Linked DNA regions of Mus musculus: region 1 is linked to region 2. Evidence: chromatin contacts called from public HiChIP or PLAC-seq data. All regions are on one chromosome and are shown on one strand. The core of a region is the stretch at or near the end of the contact, and the rest is flanking DNA. Distances in the headings are between cores, read along the strand shown.

What was found. HiChIP or PLAC-seq counts read pairs in DNA pulled down with a chosen protein or histone mark.
Region 1: a contact with region 2 is called in an H3K4me3 HiChIP or PLAC-seq map of stem cell-derived neural progenitor cells, with 9 times the contacts expected there. The contact joins the promoter of Atf7 here to the promoter of A330009N23Rik in region 2. A contact is called at or near these places in 3 of 39 promoter capture datasets (hippocampal neurons, pre-B cells and stem cell-derived epiblast-like cells) and 1 of 115 datasets of contacts at active chromatin or transcription factors (stem cell-derived neural progenitor cells).

What each region holds. Positions count from the first base shown.
Region 1 is chr15:102,623,924-102,627,084 of GRCm38.p6, reverse strand. It overlaps Atf7 (activating transcription factor 7), which reads left to right and starts at 1,621. Exons shown (of 12, transcript NM_001310067.1): 1 at 1,621-1,723.
Region 2 is chr15:101,223,327-101,226,483 of GRCm38.p6, reverse strand. It overlaps A330009N23Rik (RIKEN cDNA A330009N23 gene), which reads left to right and starts at 1,298. Exons shown (of 3, transcript NR_045328.1): 1 at 1,298-1,510; 2 at 2,851-3,003. Grasp (GRP1 (general receptor for phosphoinositides 1)-associated scaffold protein) reads right to left here and starts at 2,277. Exons shown (of 8, transcript NM_019518.3): 1 at 1,940-2,277. The coding sequence starts at 2,182.

The DNA.
Region 1 (3,161 bases), core at 372-2,871, 1.4 Mb before region 2:
CATCTTAACCACATAATTTGTGTGTGTTCATGTGTATCACAGACTGGTCTCAAATTCACAGAGACCTGCCTGCCTCTTCTTCAGGATAAGTTTTTCAAATGTAGCTCTTATATTTGATGTTCTCCTGAAAGTCTCAAGGCTGTCTCTTAATAATTCAACTCCTCAGGCTAAAGAGATGGCTCAGCAGTTAAAAGAGGACAGACCATTCTTCCAGAAGACCTTGTTTCTAGTCCCAGCACTGACACTGCAGGTCTCAACCATTTGTAACTTTAGTTTCAGGGTACCTGGTGCCCTCTTCTTGCCTCCACAGGTAGGCATCTGGTATGTAGATGGTATACATTCAGGCCAGACAAGTGGCTCATACTTAATACAAGTACTTAGGTGGAGGCTGACACAGGAAAATGAGTTTCAGGACAGCTTGGCTTCAAAATAAGCCCTGCCTCATTCATAAATAAATAAATAAATAAATAAATAAATAACTTTCTCAAGAGGACTTCTCTCAATACTAGCAATAGTGTTTTTCCCCTCTTAGAGTTGCTTTCGGTCTCATTACCCTGAAAAGCTCTTCACTTTCTGAAGTAAGTATAATTATTGACTTATGACCTATCTCTCCCTCAACCGTAAAATAAAAATTCTGTCAGAGAAATTTTCCACATGACCAGGACAGTGTTGTGTGTGCTTTTGTTTTTGACGTAGTATGTGCTGTTGGTATTTCAATAAAATACTTGCTGGGTAACATATACAAATTTTAAAAAAAAAAATCACTGTGCTGTGGCTTCACACTGAGCTACACTAACAGTCCTACTTTCTCTCTGTAAGTGTGTGTGTGTGTGTTGTTCACAGGTATGGAGGGTTGTCCAAGAGACCAGATGACAACTTCAGGTTTGGTTCCTCAGAGCTATCCCCCTTATTTTTATTGTTTGTTTAACGCGGGATTTCCCACTGGCCCAGAAGGCTAGACTGGTGATCATCCATGGTCTTTTGGGGGTGGGGTGGGGGGTTGTTGAGACAAGGATAGCGCTGGCTGTCCTGGAATTCGCTATGTAGACCAGGCTGGCCTCGAACTCACAGAGATCCGCCTGCCTCCATGTGGCGATTAGAGGCGGGCGCCGCCGCGGTGAGGCTGGAGTTGAACGTACTTCCTCACACTACCATCGTAGCTCACACACAGCACACACCGGGCAGGGGCTTCGGCCAGTGAGGTGCTGTCAAGTGTAAAGCAGAAAGTGCAAGCAGTCACCTGCTCGGATCGACTCTTGCTTAACTTCCTCCACACAACTAATGACCAGCTTGGTGACTGAAGTCCCTCTCTTGGCTCCGCTCCCTTAATTCCCCTTTATCCGAGGGCTGCCTGAGACACTCTCAGTCCCTCCCTGCCTTTGCTTCACCTTCGGACCTCCACAGCTACAGACAGATCGGCAGCGTTAGACGCCAGGGCCGCTCTCCCCGCGCTGCCCACACTTTGCAGCCGAACACGTGCGAGTCGTGTGTACAGCGCTCGCCCAACCTTCCACTCAAGCCACGCTCACAGCAAGCCCCGCCCCTAGGCCCTGGTCCAACTCAGCCCCACGAGTCGCGCCCTCGCCCCCACTTCTCGCGAGAAGTGAACACGCCTGGCCGGACGGGAGGAAAGTATCTGCTCCGCTGAGGGGGGAAAGGAGGAGCAGGAGACAGATTGTGGGACCGAGCGCGGGCGGGCGGGAGGCGCCGGAGCTACCAGCGGGTGAGTCCTGTTAACATTAGCTAGTCCGTGGCCTGACAGGAGTCTCTCCTTCTACTCTGGCCAGTCCCAGCGTCCCGGGCCGGGGTCTCCCCTCCCAGTCTGTTGGACGGGGGCGCTGAGGCGGTGGCCAGGCCTGTCTGAGGAAGAGGGTGGGGCGTAGGCTAAAGACAACCAATAGGAGAGAAGGAAGCCACAATTGGCGGCCATGAGCGCTAATGGGAGATCGCCTTTACCTTGCGGAGTGCCGCCCTCTTCTCTTCTCCCGCCTCCTTCCTTTTGGAGGAAGGCGGGGCCAGAGGACTGAAGTGTGGGGAGAACTTGGGGTAAGTAGCCCCGGGGGGCACAGGGCGTGGCGAGGAAAGGGGGGTTGAATCCTGAGGGAAGCGAAGTCTAGTGGAAGTCTAATGGAGGGATCTTGGAGTGGAAGATAGAGGAGGACTGCTAAACTAGGTTGAAGACTCAAAAGATTTCCCAAAAAGTGGGTTTAGGGCTTGGCACTGCAGAAGGCAGAGGTAAATAGGCAGGAGGTAGGTTTGGGTGACGAGAGCCTGGCTCAGGTGAAAGCACGCGTTGTGTGGTCGAAGTGGAGCATTGGGAAACGGGGGTCCTGGCGTTTCGATTGAATTCAGAAGAATCTGAGCAAGAGACACGGTGTCAGAAAGTATGGATCTGGACAGATTAAGTGGATGAGTTTAGGAGGACATGTGAGTGGGTTGGGTTGCTAGAAGGCATCGCTTCGGTGATAATATGGAAATCCAGAGGGTAAGGGGGGATATTTGGAGAAGAGACAGCGACTGACATACAGTCTGGTTCTTTCTTCAGTCGGGAGACCGCCAGGATACTGCTTAGTGTTTTTTGGTGGATATGGCACCCAGACTGGTGACCAGCCAGCCAAAATGCTGGCCCGGGGGTTGAGAAGAAGAAAAGTAGGGCGCTACTCTGATTGTCATTTTTCCAGTGTTCCACTTTCCAAGTTTCATTTCTTTCAGAACACAGGGATGTGGGCCTGGGACTTCGCAGTCCAAGTTGGAGACCCGTTGGGACTTCTATGTTGCTCTGAAATGCTTATTATGTGCACTCACTGGGGTGTTTACTACCCAGGGCACCTCCTACCCAGATTCCCGTGTTACTACTTTCCTAACTTTGTTTTCTGCTTAGCAGAGGGTGTTTTAATATCTCTCAGGGTTCATATGAAGTATAGGTTTGTGGAGATGTGCAGGTTTTTTTTTTTTTTTAATTTCAGCAAACTCATTTGTTTCCTATGTTTAAAATTTTTTCAGCAGTATAATTTCTGAAGAAACTATAGGTACTCTAAACACTAACAAATAAATTTTGTTTCCTTAAATGTGAATTTTCCCTTTCGTTCATTAAGAGTTATTTAATGGATGATTGAACTTAATCTTAATTATCTTGTATATTTTCTTGTTTATTAATTGGG
Region 2 (3,157 bases), core at 49-2,548:
TCCTGGGGCAGATGCCGACAAGGGGCTATCCTGGGGCAGATGCTGACAAGGAGCTATCCTGGGGCAGATGCTGAGGAACCCTTTCTGGAAGGACTCTCACCTGAGCCCAACTCTGACACAGCACCCCACTTCCTGCTGCCTGTCTTTTCCTTCCTAGCTACACCTCTGCTTTGGCGCTAATTTAACTATTTGCCAAATGTAGCTGCTGTTATCACTCCCAGAGTTCACACGGTCCCTGGGACCTCAGGGTCACATCTATTCTGGGTTCTAGATCAGTAAACTCCACCTCTGCTAACCAGCTTGGAGAAGCCTGTGACTCTAGAATAATCTCACCACTGGCATCATGTCTGATGGGTCCAGACCTTCCGGGCCCCAAAAGCTGAGGCAGGAGCTTCCCCGAGTTGAAGAAGGAAGCCATAGACTTAGGGTTCTTACTCTACAGATTCCCACCAGCTGAGTCTGTCCATTTAATGGTTCAAGCAGACCCAGTATTCAGGAGAGCAGAGAGCCAGGGGCCTGGCAATGACAGCCTGAATGTGACAGAGGTGCCAAATCTCCTAAGAACAGGTTGCTTGGGGGTAGGTGGGACAGTAGATTCCAGATGAAGCTGGCTGTATGCCCTCCAAACCTGAGTCTCTTGATATTGCCATGAATTTTTTTCTAGAACAAAATAATTATTGAATAAATAAAAACAAGTAAATCTCAGAATCAAACTTGTCTCACTATGCTTGAAAAACTGGGAGCTTTTTTTGTTTTTTTTTTTAGAATGTCCTGAACTCTTCCGGACCCCAGATAACCTAAAAACAACCTCTGTCCCTCCTAAGATTTTAGTTCTTGGAGGAAGTCTCATCTGGGACCAACCCTTTCCCCAAGTGCCAAACTGCCTGAGGCCTTCCTGGTCTGTGCTTTTGTTAACACTCTCTACCCCCATAAGCTACCCTAAAGCAAGGAAGAGAAGGGGACCCTCTTCCTCCAGAAGCAGACTAACCTCTGGGTGGGGACAGTATCCAAATAGGCCAAGAAGGAAGGACCGGTCAGTACAGAGAGACCCCTTTGTTTTTCAACCCGATTTTCATAAAATGCAAGTTCTCAACAAGCTGTTCATTGTGTGTAGGGGGAGCCAGGGACCATGAGAGAAGGAGGGGGCCGCATAGGGAAGGGCTACCCATTCTTTCTCTTTAACCTGGGTCTTGGCTCTCAGCATCTGAAGACTCAGGTTCTCTCAGGCCAGAGGAAGAGTTTCACTTAGAGGGAGACTTAGGGCAGAGGGCGGGTGCGGCCCGCATCCTTCCTGCCCTGTGACTCTCCCACAGCGTCCGGTCCTGGCTGAAGTTAGAAGAGCTACGCTTTCACATCCCGCATCTAAGATGCGGTACAAAGCACGAGGCCCTGAGCCCAAGAAGCCGAGTGTTCCTGCGGAGGGGGAGTTTTTGGGAATTCGCAGCACTACTTCTAAGGGGCCATTAATCTCTCTCCCGCCCAGGGCTCCAGGACCCTCAACTTGTTCGAGGCAAGTGGTGAGGTTCCTTCTCTATCCCTGCTCCAACTTGAGAAGGTGCTTGGGCGGCAGGGTCCTGAGAGTTTTTAGACTTCTGGACACCCGCAGGCGGAGCAGGAGGCGGCAGAAAGCCAGATGGAGCAAGCTGTAGAAAGGGGGTGCTGGGGCGGAGTTAAGGCAAGAGAGTGGGAGGAGATGGGGCATCCGCGTGTGGGGAATGGAGCGGAGAGCCACCCGAACTGGGGGCGTTGTGATGGCGGGGGCTACAGCCTTCTGAGACCCGAGTGGGCAGGTTTGCACCTTCTGGGCGGAGCAAGGCGGGTGGCCCAGGGTCGCAGGGCCGGGGAATGTGGCAGTCATCGGCGCTGCTGCGGGTGAGTGTATCCTGCGGAAGGAAGAAGGCAGGGTACCGAATCTGGGGATGCAGGTTAAGTAACGCACCTTTCGGCGAGGCAGGGTACCCCCGGACACGGCGAGCGCGCGGTACAGCTCGGCAGGGTGATAGTCCTCCAGTGCTGCGTACAGCTCCTCCCCGGGGGCTCCGGGCGGAGCGGCGGCAGCCGGAGGGCCGGAGGGTAGCGGGGCGGCGCGAGCGGCTTCGGAGTCGGGAGCCCGGCCAGCGGGGTCCGGCGCGGCAGTCGCCTCCTCCTTCTGCTGCAGCTTCCTGAGTCGGCGGAGGGTCATGGCTCCGGCGTCCGGCGCCCCTCAGAGGCCGCGCTCTCTCTGCTTGATGGTGTTAGGGACGGCTTTGGGACGCCAGCCCAGCGGGCCGCGTGTAGCCTTGCTTTATAGACTCCCGAGAGGCGTGGGGAGCGGCCTCCAGTGGCCTCGCCCCCCGACACGCAGGCACCGCCTCCAGGGGGGGACCGCTATGGGGAGCCCCGCCCACAGTGCGCAGCCATCAGCCAGGCTCTGGGACACTCTGGGGGACTTGGGCGCTCAGTGGGGGAAATCTAGCTGCCCACGGCAGCGGGAGGGACAGGACATTTGGGGAGAGCAGGGGTTTATATGCTACCTGGAAGCAGTCTGTGAACGTACATTGGATGAAGTTAGGGAATGAATGATGGCCTTAGTGGTTCGTGGAGATGGGGGCACAATAAGGAGTGGTGGTAAATAAACTGGGGGAAGCTTTGAGGTCAGGGTAGCAGTGGGTCAGACTGCAGGAAGCCCTAGACTGGAGAGGGGGAGGCCGGGGCTGCGCAGGGGAGGGTTGGGGTTTCTGAAGAAGGAACTGGGAGAGAGGTACACCTCTGAATTCACCCAGTGGAAGCTCCCGGGGAGTGAGGGGCTAAGGGGTCCATCTTCCCACCTGCATGGTAGAAGAGATAACTAAAGCAGCCTTCCTTTCCCAGGGCTAGGAGAAAGGGAAGCTGTGGAAACCTGCAAGCAGGTTTAAATCCGAGCCCTACTGGGGCCACCCCAAGGCTTGAAATCACCTCTCCACTCTGGATGCTGGAGTTAAGGCTCTCGTTCCTCACCTGGGGTTTGGAATATGCCCAGAGTAGGTGAGTAGATCCTCGGAGTTGGGGCATGACCGGCGCTGAGCCTTTCTCTAGTCCTGTCTTAGATACCATCCCTCAAGCTCTTTGTTACCATGGCTGCCAGGCTGTGGGAGAGGCGGGGATGACCCACAGCCCAAGTCTGTCGTCAGTGGCGCCC